Regions from separate parts of the Arachis hypogaea genome. Here region 1 is linked to region 2. Evidence: chromatin contacts called from public Hi-C data. All regions are on one chromosome and are shown on one strand. The core of a region is the stretch at or near the end of the contact, and the rest is flanking DNA. Distances in the headings are between cores, read along the strand shown. Region 1 holds the start of LOC112702851 (probable anion transporter 4, chloroplastic). Region 2 holds the start of LOC140174329 (serine/threonine-protein phosphatase 7 long form homolog).

What was found. A called contact is a pair of places that touch in the nucleus more often than the background predicts.
Region 1: a Hi-C map of an unstated tissue shows a contact between it and region 2, with 4 times the contacts expected there. The contact joins the promoter of LOC112702851 here to the promoter of LOC140174329 in region 2. A contact is called at or near these places in 2 of 8 Hi-C or Micro-C datasets (leaf and an unstated tissue).

Annotation. Positions count from the first base shown.
Region 1 is chr7:26,111,655-26,118,448 of arahy.Tifrunner.gnm2.J5K5, forward strand. LOC112702851 (probable anion transporter 4, chloroplastic) reads left to right here and starts at 4,539. Exons shown (of 9, transcript XM_025754048.3): 1 at 4,539-5,139; 2 at 5,578-5,804; 3 at 6,078-6,447; 4 at 6,786-6,794. The coding sequence starts at 4,699.
Region 2 is chr7:25,935,018-25,941,530 of arahy.Tifrunner.gnm2.J5K5, forward strand. It overlaps LOC140174329 (serine/threonine-protein phosphatase 7 long form homolog), which reads right to left and starts at 4,063. Exons shown (of 5, transcript XM_072198765.1): 1 at 4,001-4,063; 2 at 2,578-3,320; 3 at 2,403-2,484; 4 at 2,144-2,323; 5 at 1,883-1,924. The coding sequence starts at 4,063. The coding sequence ends at 1,883. LOC112701308 reads left to right here. Exons shown (of 2, transcript XM_025752084.1): 2 at 1-1,793. The coding sequence ends at 1,793.

The DNA.
Region 1 (6,794 bases), core at 3,289-5,788, 180 kb after region 2:
ACTTGCCACAAGCCAAAATTGATTCTTCCATCAAATTTCTCTATTTCAAGCTTCACAGCACTTGAATATCCTGACATTGTTGCAACCGTATACTGGAATAGTATAACTCAACTGTAGACCGTGCACTAGGAAGAGTCCCCAGGAAAGAGAGGTGGGTCACAATGGACACACTTAAATACCAGGTCTTTCCTTAGCCAGAACCTTTCTAAATTGCACTCTCACAGTGTCACACTGCCTTCCAGCAACAACAACAGCAACCAAAGATCAACCTCAAGTTACAAGACAAAATTCTTTTCTGATGTGGAAGGTCAGACTAGGCTGCAACCACAGAGCATACTAAGAATAAATCCCACCGAACCGAAGCTCTGATACCACTTGTTGGGAATAAGACACCATTCCCCCTTGAGAAAATACCTTTGACAGAGAAATAAAATAGACACAATCACAACACAAGAATTTAACGTGGAAACTCCAATTACCGGAGAAAAAACCACGGCCGTTGTCAAATGACAACCAGAGAATATCACTATGTGAAAATTGTTACAACACATAGACTTCTTTCTCTCACCAGCACCCCAATACACCCACACTCTCTCAAAGCAAATATCTAATTACACCTCACAACACTCTCTAATCAAAGAGTACAGAGGAAAAGAAAAATCAGATACAAGCTTAAAGTGTTTCTGACTGGTGCAAAAATAAATGGAGAACTTAGCCTCATATTTATAGCCTAGGCCACCCACTCCATTTGCTATTCTAAGCAATGTGGGACTAATTCAACCAAATCCTAACAAAAGTCTGCACAATTCTCTATCCTCTTCTTCTTCTTCTTTTTTCTTCTTCATCATCTCCTTTTTTTTTCACCTATTCATAAATCTTTTTTAAAATTATAGTTTTTATTATTGTTTAATTTATATAGTAGAACTCAATAGTTAAAAAATATTAAGATATAACAAGTGATCCTACAAATCGATTTTTCAATTATTGAGTTCTACCATATAAATTAAACAACAATAAAAATTATAATTTTAAAAAATTTAAAAGATTTAAATTTTAAAATAACTACTATATTATTTAGTGAGATTTTAAATATTAAATTTTAAATATATAATTAACAATAATTTGATAAACTCATTTAAATAAAAAATTTCGCTATAAAAAATTATAATTTAAAAATGTAAAATTTTAAAATACAAATGACAAAATAATTTTATAATAATTTAATTATTTTTATTATTTTATGTAAAAAAATTTGTTTATTAAGATCTAAAAAATAATATTAAAATTATTACTATCAAAAAATATTTTAAATTTAATATTATGAAGAAAAAATAAAAGAAATTTATATAAAGACTAATTTAATTAATTTTTAAAATTTTAGAAATGAAATAACTTATGTCTGGACTTTTAGGGATTTATTTTGATTATAAATAACTTTTTTACATGTCAAGTGACACGTAACGTGCTAGATATCACTGACCTGTTAGACAAAAGAAAATTCTTATACAAAGAAAAAATACAATTCACTTTCTTAACTCATGAATCATGATCCCTTGCTTGAGGGCCTGAGGCGTTTAGATTCTTTTAATGGGTTTTATGGACTTATTTAAGTGTTCTTTTTTAAAAAGTCTTTTAAAAGATTTTTATAAAATAAAAATAATTTTATATATAAATATTTCATGTAAAAATATTTTTTATTTAATAATTATATTAGGTATAATAATATAAAAATATTTATTTATTATATTAAAAATAGTTTTTAAATAAAATAATTTTTTTATACAAAATATAAATTATAATTTTAAAAAATATATTTTTTATTTTTAATAGTTTTATCTTTATTTTTAAAAGAGTAAACTACTATTTTTACCTACGAAAGTTAAAAATGTTGATATATCTACCCATAAAAAAAGGAAATTACCATTTGTACTCATGAAACATGAACTTTTGCTAACAAAACTATCCAATCCAAAAAATTTATTTGAAATTTTCAGATTATCCTCTAATATAACCTATCTCTAATTTTTCCTCTTACTCCGACGAACGTTCCAGAAATAATGATGCTAACCTACTGCCTCTAGTCTTCCCTTACTCTGTATCTCCCTACGTTTCTTGTCGAAAATTTGATTACTCCGCCGCGTGAAACTCCTCCAATGATGCCCATAACCGACTCTTTTATAGCACGCCTCAGCTTGGTCCAACCTACGCCGAAAATTCTGAGTTTGAAGACAGACCGAGGCCGTCCAAGAAGCGATTGAACAAGCTTCACCGTATTGAATTTAGAGAACAAAAATGGAAAATGGTTGAAATTAATATCGAGGCAGCATTCGTCTTTGATGTAGTCTATGCGGTTGCCTTGATCATCCTCCTCGACAGTGCCTAGGGGCCGCAGATTAGCGATAATCCTTCCATGTTCATGGTGTTTGTTGATATTGCTCAGGACTAGGGTATTGTTGGAATCAGAATAAAATTCTGCTAAAATTTTGGGTTGGTAGTTGTAGAGTGGAAAATTTGGGGATATGAGTGCAATAGCGAAGTAGCGGATAGGGTAAGAAACTAACGACAATAGTTAAAGCTAGGGTTTTGAATTTGGGAATGGAGAAGAAGGAATTAGACACCACCAACAATGCTATGCTATTCTTCACCCACTCAAGCTTCCTCTATCTTGCTCTACTGATCCAATTTCACATTTTTATTGATCTATTTACTTTAGTTTGCATTCCTGAATGAATTTCTAATTTCTATGATGCAGCACAAATTCATACTATGGTACACTTGTAGAATATCTGGAGTTCAAAATCACAAAGGCTTGCCTCCGGAGATGGCAGCGCCTGTTGAGGTTAGGCGGTGGCGGCGGGAAAGCCGCACCTCTCGGTCGTAGCGTCGTTTTGAGCTAACCGGTCCAGAAAGCTTGCGGATTTTGTATGGCGGCAGTGATGGTGGTAGTCGGGGATGAGAGTGGCGGTGAAGAAGAGTTTGGGTAGTGGTGGGATTTGAGATTAGAAAAGTGGTGGTAAAAATAAGAGTAATTTAGAGATTTTTTGTGATTCTTTAGTGTTTGGATAATTTTGTTGTGCAAAAATTATATTTCATGGGTACAAATGGTAATTTCTTTCTTCTATGGATAGATATATCATCGTTTTCAACTTTCATGGGTAAAAATGATAGTTTACTCTTTTTAAAATTTTATCAAACATGCTAAAAAAATAAAAGAAATTTTCTAACAACTTAACCACCTACAAAGAAGTTTACATCAAGGTTCTGAAAACTAGTTTGAACCAATTGATCGAGCTGTGAATTGATGAAAAAGACAGATTAGTCAGAAGGCATAACTGTTGGATTTCAAAACTATGATTGAATCGTTGAATCAGCCAAAAACCATCCGATAGAATCGAACCGAGACCTAGCCGGTTTTCAAAACTTTGCACCAAATGGCGCCATTTTGTTCAGAGAATGAGAAACCCTAAGCTAAGCTGTGATTCTGCGAAGCACTCTCTCACGCAGTCACTCCTTCTCCTTCCTCTCAAACTTGAGCTCTTTCCTCACTCCCACACTTGCTCTGTCCAGCCACCGCCGCCGTTGAAGCCACCGCCCTGCTCGAAGCTAGTGTCTCCACCATTGTTTTAACTTTGAAGCCACCATCACCGCTACAATTGGTCTCGCCTCGTTCCTCCATCACGCAGCTACTGTCCCGCTGCGCTCCATGCCTTTAGCCTCGTCAGCCCTTCCGTCGTGTTCTTTGTTCCTCTCTGTGCTCTGCCTGCTCTCTGTAGAAGGTATTTTTTAACAGTAATTGTTATTTACTTGTTTTAATTGGTTAGTTAATTTGTGTTTTATTATTATTATCATTAGTCATTACTGTAGTTTAGGATTGTGGATGATCTTGAATATTGATTTTAATATGTTGTGGTTCTATTAATTGATTAATTTGATTCTAATATTCATATTTTTTATTTGAACCTTAGTGTATTTTAAAGTTTCAATTGTTCTTGTTATTTAAAATCTAAAAATCTGAAATCTTGATAATCTTTATTAGTTTCTGAAAAATTTGTTAATTTTTTGTTAAAATTATGCTAAAATCTTATTAAAATTGTGATCAATATACTAGGGGCTGAAAATATTGTTAATTTTTTGTTAAAATTATGTTGAAGTATAACCTTTTATTTGTAAATGATCGAATATTTATGATTGATTTCATTAATTTAATAATTTTTTTATTTCTTCTAATCATCTTAATGAGTTTAATAGTGATATATTAACTAATAAGTGATCAATTGTTAATAATTAATGAAATAAAAAAAATTATATTAAATTTTAGTTGATATAATATTTTAAATTTAAAAGATATTTTAAAATTTATATTACTATTTGACTATAATTATATTTTAAAATATTTATTAATAATTTATTTATTATTTTATTATAAAATAATTTTTTTATTTTTTTAGTGACTAAAATAATTTTTTAATTAAAGTATAATTAGATTAATAAATTAATAAACCAATAATTAAAACGATTGAATCACCGGTTCGATTTTTAGATCCTTGCTTTACGTCTACGGTCTACGCACATTCAAGCTACACTCACAATCAGCAAGAACCAAGGTCATTGCCGTAATTTCGTAGTCAGCATTCAACAAACCCGCCCCGTCAGATAGTCAGTCACTGTCGGAACTCTTCTTCTTCCTCCTCCGGCGTCATGTCCCTTTTCTTCGCCCCCGCTCTCGGAGGAGCAGCCGCCTTAAAAGCCATTCCTTCGCCGCAAAAGAACCACCGTACCAGAACCTCCGATCAGCTCTACCTCCTCTCTTCGCAAATTCACTGGCTCAATGCCTCCCCTTCTTCTCTTCGTCCTCTTCGCTCCGTTCAACAACGCCTTCGAGTTCGGGTTTCTTCAAACGACGCTCACTTCAACTCCATTCCCGACAAGAACGAACCGTACAACCAGAAACGACAGCAGCAGCAGCAGCAACTGGAACCGAGTTTTACAGAGTTCATCACTTCGGAGAGGGTGAAAGTGGTGGCGATGCTTGCTCTCGCTCTTGCTCTGTGTAACGCCGATCGCGTCGTCATGTCAGTCGCCATCGTGCCGTTGTCCCTCGCCAATGGCTGGAGCCGCGCTTTTGCCGGTGTCGTTCAGGTATCTCTTTCCCACACATGCACACCACATGTTTGAAGAATTGCATCCGAGTTATCTATTTTTAGTTTGAATTAGCATAATTTTGCATCCAAGATTCAAGAGAAGTTAATCAGTTCAAAATTGTTAGAAGCATGTTGAGTAGTATCTGGTAAGTTTACTTGGCTCAAAAGCAGATTAGTCTGAGTCAACTAGACTTACATTATTGGATACTAAGTTCAGAACAGTTTCATCAGAATTTTAGGAAAGCCGAAAAATAAAATAAACTAATAAAAAAGATGTTTTTGTCATTTTGATTTGATAACTTAAGTCAAACTAACATTTTTCTGGTTCTTGATTGATGCTTCTTCAAAGTGTTTGAAGAACTCACTATGCTGATTAATATTCTGAGGAGAAATTTGGAGGTTTTTTTAATTGATGTTTGATGGGTGTGCATATCAGTCGTCTTTTCTCTGGGGTTATTTCGCTTCACCTATAGCTGGAGGTATGTTGGTTGATCACTATGGCGGCAAGGTGGTCATGGCTTGGGGAGTGGCACTGTGGTCGCTGGCAACTTTTCTTACTCCCTTTGCTGCGGAGAACTCGCTTTTGGCACTGCTTGCTGTTCGTGCTTTGCTCGGCATAGCTGAAGGAGTTGCTCTTCCTTCCATGAATAACATGGTGGCCAGGTATTGAACAGTGACATGGGTTTGATTTGTGCAAGTATTCATTTTCAGATGGCACCAAGAATATCACATTTTATAGTTATGATTAGTTTTTCTCATGACATGACTTGGTTGTCACTTCATGATGATTGTATATATGATAACTAGAATACGGCTATAAGGTTATGACTTATGAGTTTAATACATGGCCTTTGATTTGTCAATTTGTGATGATTTTCTGATGTTGCTGGAGCAAGAGAGGCTTGATCATGACTGAGTTTTGTTCTTCCCTGTTAGATGGTTTCCTCAAACTGAACGCGCAAGGGCTGTTGGAATTTCAATGGCTGGGTTTCAGCTTGGATGCGCATTAGGGCTCTCACTTTCTCCAATCCTTATGTCACAAGGTGGTATATTTGGTCCATTTGTGATTTTTGGCTTGTCTGGGTTTCTTTGGGTCTTGGTATGGTTATCTGCAACGTCCAGCACTCCTGACCAAAGTCCTCAGATATCACAATATGAATTGGAGTATATATTGAATAAAAGGCAAAATTCTGTTGCCGTTGAGACAGCAAAAACCAGGAAAGTTAAAGTGATCCCTCCTTTCAGGCGCTTGTTTTCTAAGATGCCAACATGGTCTCTAATTGTTGCAAATTCCATGCATAGCTGGGTAATGCTTGATATTTATTGTACCTGATTATTTTATAATTGCAGGCATTCTTAATAGTTGATAAATTTTCATATTTGATAGCAACATTACCATTTGTTATTTCCCAGCTAGAGACTCTTATAATGCATGAAGTAATCCTCATCTTTTGTTATTCCCCAATAGAGAAATATAAGAGATAGTCCCGAAATATGGATATTGACCCCTTTCCTCAACATCATGTTTATTCTCTCATTCATTATTTTGATGATTTTTTCCATGCAAACTTTGTTATTTGTTTATTTATTTATTTATTTATTGTTTGTTGTCATTTCCTTAACTTCCCCTCCTCTATTTCACAGGGGTTTTTT
Region 2 (6,513 bases), core at 2,813-5,312:
ACGGGGAGTTCCGGATTGGAATGGAATATAGTTCTAGAAAGTCGGTCGTCGCAGCAATTAGAAGTTTCACTATTGGTAAAGGAGTTGACTATGAGGTGTATGAGTCTGAGCCACAGACGTTCTATGCAAAATGCAAGATGTACGGGCGCGGATGTGACTGGCTTATCCGAGCTAGCTTGATACGGAAAAAAGGTTGTTGGGAGATACGAAGATACAACGGTAGCCACACGTGCACGATCAGAACAATTTCACAAGATCATTCGAAGTTGGACTCAGATACAGTTGCTGATGCTATAAGGCCATTGGTCGAGACGGACCCGTCCATCAAGGTGAAATCTATAATTGCGGAAGTCCAGTCAAGGTTCAACTATACCATTAGTTACCGAAAGGCTTGGTTGGCAAAGCAGAAGTCCATAGCCAACGTTTTCGGTGGTTGGGAAGATTCTTACCAAGCCTTGCCATGGTGGCTATCGGTCATGGTGCAGAAGATGCCTGGTTCAGTTGTCCAAATAGAAACACAACCACTGTACAACGGGAATGAGGAGGCGCAAGGTGTAAAAATACTTCATCGTGTATTTTGGAGTTTCAATCCATGCATTAGGGCATTCAGACATTGCAAGCCGCTGGTTCAGGTTGATGGCACACACCTATACGGAAAATACAAAGGTACACTTCTAGTAGCTGTTGCACAAGATGGGAACCATAATATTGTGCCTATCGCCTTTGCCTTGGTGGAAGGGGATACAGCTGATGCGTGGCACTTCTTTCTAAGGAATCTGCGAATGTATGTTGTTAGAAAAGATGGGGTGGGTATGATCTCAGACCGACATGAGTCAATACGGGCAGCAGTAAATCGTTCCGGTGGCGACTGGCAACCTCCAAGAGCATGGTGGATGTTTTGTATAAGACACATCGGCAGTAACTTCTTAAGGGCATTCAAAGTCCCTCACTTGCAAAAGCTTGTTGTCAACATAGGTTATTCAAGAACGGTGGAGGAGTACAATATCAACTATAAGAGGTTGGAAGAGCGAGGCGAGGCATATGCCAGGTGGTGCGATGCCATTGGACTCAGACATTGGGTATTGGCATTCGACGAAGGACATCGATGGGGCCATATGACAACGAACCTTGTCGAGTGCATTAACTCAGTCTTGAAGGGTGCCCGTAATCTACCTGTGTTGGCGCTGGTCCGAGCAACATATTATAGGTTAAATGAACTTTTTATGCGGAAGAGTGCCGAGACTCACGAACGCAAGCGTGCTGGATATACGTACTCTGCATTTGCGCAACAACGGATAGAAGCAAGTATGCAACAGGCTGGGAATATAGTTGTGCACCGCTTTGATAGACGAAATGAGGTGTTTGAGGTGCGCGAAATGACTACTGGAAAGGTGCTAGTTGTTGATCTTGCACGACGGACGTGTGATTGTGGGCACTTTCAGGTTGAACGAATACCATGTCGCCATGTTATTGCTTGCTGTGCTAACCAGCGTCTCGATTGGCAGTTGTATGTGCATGACGTGTACAAGATGACAGAGGTTCGTAAAGTATATAAGTTTGAGTTCACACCACTAGGTGATCCCGATACATGGCCCCCTTATGAGGGACCCACATTGGTCGCTAATCCCGCGCAGAGGCAAACGTCTAAAGGCAGGCCCAAACTGACCCGATACTTGAATGAAATGGACTCACGCGATATGCGTGGTCCTCGGATATGCCGTCTCTGTGGTGCTCAGGGTCATAGTCGGAGTAGGTGTCCTCAGCGTGCTGGACCGAGTGGTGGTGCTTCGTAGTTTAATATTGTCATGGTTGTATTTTTTATTTGTATTTTGTTAGTTGATGATTTTGATATTAGACGTGTTTGTATTTTTTCAATTGAAGTCTATCCATTGATATAGAAATCGTCGCTTAACAGTGTCATTAACTGATTACATAAGTTAACAAAACAAACATCAACTAATTACGCAAGTTAATTAAACAAACATTAAACCCGATTTACATATGTTAAACAAACAAACATCAACTGATTACATAAGTTAATTAAACAAACATTAAACCCGATTTACATATGTTAAACAAACAAACATCAACTGATTACATAAGTTAATTAAACAAACATTAAACACGATCTACATATCCAAACTGGAATATCCCTTGGTAAACCCGGAGGAGGTTGTACATATCCAAACTGACGCATCACTCTGTCCGCAGGGTGCCACTCAACACACTCGAACGACAACAACGGAGCAACGATGTCACACACCTCAAGATGGGGATGCAAGTCGTCGGGGACGATCAACCCGTCATACGGCCGCCACTCAAACTGCCACAGTATTATTGGTATATTAGAACAATAATAATAATGGTTCAAAAAACGGATTAGAAGAGCCATAACTACTTACCTCCTGCATGTAATCTATATCATGCCTGAATGTCTCCACGGTCTTCGATGACCACGCTGTGGTCCGTTCCGAATGACTCCACCTGAAACATTGTTAATTGAAAAAAATTAACTAACTCATCATATGTCATATATGCATCATGAAAATAACACATAACTAAAATAAATCTTATTACCTCATGGCAACTGGTATCTCGGCCGGTGGAAGCGTTTGTCTCGGTATGGGAGCAAGACACGGCATTCGCTCCCATGCCCAAACAAACAAGAGATTTAGAGGGCCATCCATCTCCTTTGTATCATATCGTGATGCACGGCATAGTGCTCTATAAAGATGTGCGAGACAAGCTGACCCCCAACTATAAGTATGGATCCGCTCGAAATCACGAAGCAACGGTAGATATTTTGCATGAGCATATGCAGTCGACTTGTCTGTGAATAAGGTCGACCCTAACAAACAGAAGATATGACATCTGACGTATCTCCTGATAGACTCGTCAGTGTCCAACTGCTCTGCGTCTCTAATACGTCGAACCCATCCAAGCTTTATATAAGACTTCGCATTACCACTGACTGATGGCTCACGACCGAATATCTCTATGCCCTGACTTTGAACGAACTCGCCACTACTATCTGTCCATCCACTGACAGCCTCTCCATCAATGGGTAGTCCGAATATATGAGCCACATCCTCTATTGTCACTGTAACCTCATCGATCGGCAATACGAAGGTGTGAGTTTCAGGCCTCCACCTTTCAACCAGAGCCGCTAACATGGGGTGAAATCCTCTTATGACTCCAATTCTAGACACATGGTAGAATCCCGTGGCGCGTAAGTAGTTCTCCACTATCGGATTCCACGTCTGTGGCGGATCCAGTTTACGCACCAACAAATTCCGATTAGGCTGCATCAACAAAGATATCTGTTACATTATTTAAATAATAATCATTATAAATATATTAATAAATATTGACATATTTATTTTAATATCTTATTTATTAAAATATTTAACATAGCTTATCTATTTATTTATTTATTTTTTAAAAATTTTAATTCCTTATTTATTATAATATTTATGTTTTAATTTTTCATAATATTATTTATTAATTAACATACACATATTTATGTTAAAAAATTCAAAATTTTTACTACCTAAAAAATTTATGCATACATTTACTAGTATGCAAACCGTAAATATATATGTATATATTATATCATATTATATTGTTACTATTTGTATATTATTATTATTATTATTATTATTATTATTATTATTATATTTTTAAATTGATATAAAATAAATGAGCGATTTTTTTTTTACTCGTGCATGAAAATTTTTCTACTTTTTTTGCAACACAGATTTCTTTGTTTATTTACAGAACATGTACTTATTTTACTATAGCATTTTAATATTTTATTGTAAAAAATATATATTTTATTATAAATTTTTTATTACATTACATAATATACAGTTTATTATATTATAGTTTTTTTATAACATATAATTAATCTCAAAATAAAAAAAAATATATATATACGTTACTATATTAAATAAAAAAACAGAAAATTAAAATACAATAAAGATATAATGTACCAACTTACATAAATTGGATGATCCAAATAATTTATAATATGTTCTTTCGGAGCACAGTAATTACGAACCATCTTTTAAAATAAAGACAAAAATTTTTTTCCTCCTATTTTCCAATGTTCCTATTTTTTTCACTGCAACCTTCCTTCTCCTCCTTCTTGATCTCTAATCTCTCTTGTATTTTTTTACAGACTCTCTCTTCAGCAACCTTCTACTCTCAAACAATATGATGAAGAGCCTCCTTATATATAGAGCCCCAGCTGCTGCTTGTTGCTTCCCAAGTGACATTGTCTCCTGCATGGAAGACCGCTTTGGAAATCTGCGCTGCCACCTCCACCACGCCCCCCCCCCGTGGTGTCAGCCTTCTGCATGGCTGCCAAGTCACCACGCCCCCTGCGTGGTGCTTGGGCGACGACACGCGGCCTCACCACGCCCCCTGCGTGGTGCTCCGGTGATGACACGTGGCTTGGCTGCTTGGACAGCACGCCCCCTGCGTGGTGGCTGCTACCCCCATCCCACGGTAAATCACCCCACTTCCCCATAATCTCCCAAAACACCAACCAAATTTTCATATGAAAAATAATTTCTGGATAAAATAGATGAATTTAAATTTTTTCTCTCTCTGCGTCTCCCAAAGCAGATGCCCCTTATTGTCCTTTCCATTCACTTTCTAAGAATAAACTGGTCATTTCCTGCATCACTTTAAGACAAAATAAAACTTGCAACATAATTGTACCTGCCATACTGATCTTTAGAAAAATACTATGGAGCACTTGAAAAGTTTCTAATATTTTAAGTTGTCAAATTATCGTTTAACCCATAGTTGTCAGAACCGAACTGGTCAGGTTATTGAGTTATTGAGTCAACCAGTGAGTCACTGATTGAACCAATAAAATCAATTGTACGTAAATAAAAAATGTAAAATAGTAAAAAATTGAATAAAGTGACAATTAGGTCCATCCTTAAAATTTTTTACTTTAGATTAATTAGCCCTTGAAAAAATGGTCCTTTAAGATAGTAAACGATGAACACATTACGTCCCTCCATTAATTTATCATGTGAAATTTTGTGGTGATGCTTATATTTCCTTACTAATTAGTCCTAAATCGAAATCTTCGAAGACCTACTAACTCAATACTCTAAAAAATTTAAAATAAATATCTTTACTAACATTTTAATATGTAAACGTAAATATTAAAATATTTTATACTTATTTTGATAATTCTATAAATTCTAAAGAATTTAAAAAAATTGAGTATAAAACTAAAATTAAATTAAATAAATATAAAATAATTCAGTTGTGTATGTATATAATATATAGAAAAATTAGCACATAAGTTAACAAATGAACACACTGGTTTGGTGGACATGGGTTCGATACTCATTGCATGCATTTTTTTAATATTGGATCCAATATTCAAATGCTGCTGGAGCACCCAAAACCTGCATTTGTTGGGAGCACCATAGAACCGATCGGTTCACGGATTGCATCAAACTGATCGATTTTGGTCGATTTGTGATGAACTGTCCGATTTTAAGCGGTTCACACTTTTTTTCGGTCCAACCCTAAAACTGAACTGGTCGCTCGGTTCTTACAACTATGATTTAACTATTATGTTAATATTTTAGGAAGCAAATTAACAATTTAGACTAAACAAAATTATTTAATAAATTTTAAAATAAATTAGTTTCTTACGTTTTGTTAAATAATAAGAAAATTGTTCACTTGGTTAAACATGCTGCTCGAGATTTCTCTAATGTTGTTACCAACCAAAAATATATTATTCATTTTTCTTTGAAATATAACTGGGAACCACCTCCAATGAATGTTTGTAAAGTGAACTGCGATGCAAGCGTTTTTGAAAATGAGCAATTAGCTGGCTTTGGATGTATTATTAGAGACAGCATGGGAAATTGGATAAAAGGTTGTTCTGCCAATATACCTCTTTCTAGTGTTCTCTGTTGTGAGCTTCATGCTATTTGGAGAGGCCTTGTTATGGCTTGGAATTGCGAGTGAAAAGAGGTCATCTGTGAAACTGATAATCTTGATGCGTTTCTTCTTGTTTCGCGAGGCACAACCAGCATGATTAGGAATGACTCTGATCTGCTTGACAAAATCAAAGAGATGCTCCAGTGCAATTGGACAACTACTTTATTTCTCATCCAACGCACAACAAACTGAGCGGCTGATTTAATGGCTAAGACTGCTGCTTTAAACAAGCAGGTGTATCTAGAGTGGTTACTGCCCCCTAATAATTTAGACATTATTATTAGAGAGGAGCACTTCTCTTTCTCTTAGATCTTTTTTTTTTGTGTTATGTTCAGTCACCAAAAAAAAAATTATTCTTAACATTTAAAATATTCTATTTTTGTCTCTAGATATTATATTTTATTCTATTTTTATGCTTTGATCAAAATTAAACATTTTGTTCTAAAAATACTATTTTTCTTTATTATTATTTTCTTGATTTTTTTATTCTTTTGCAAATTGTATTCTCAAATTACTATAATCACCACTATAACT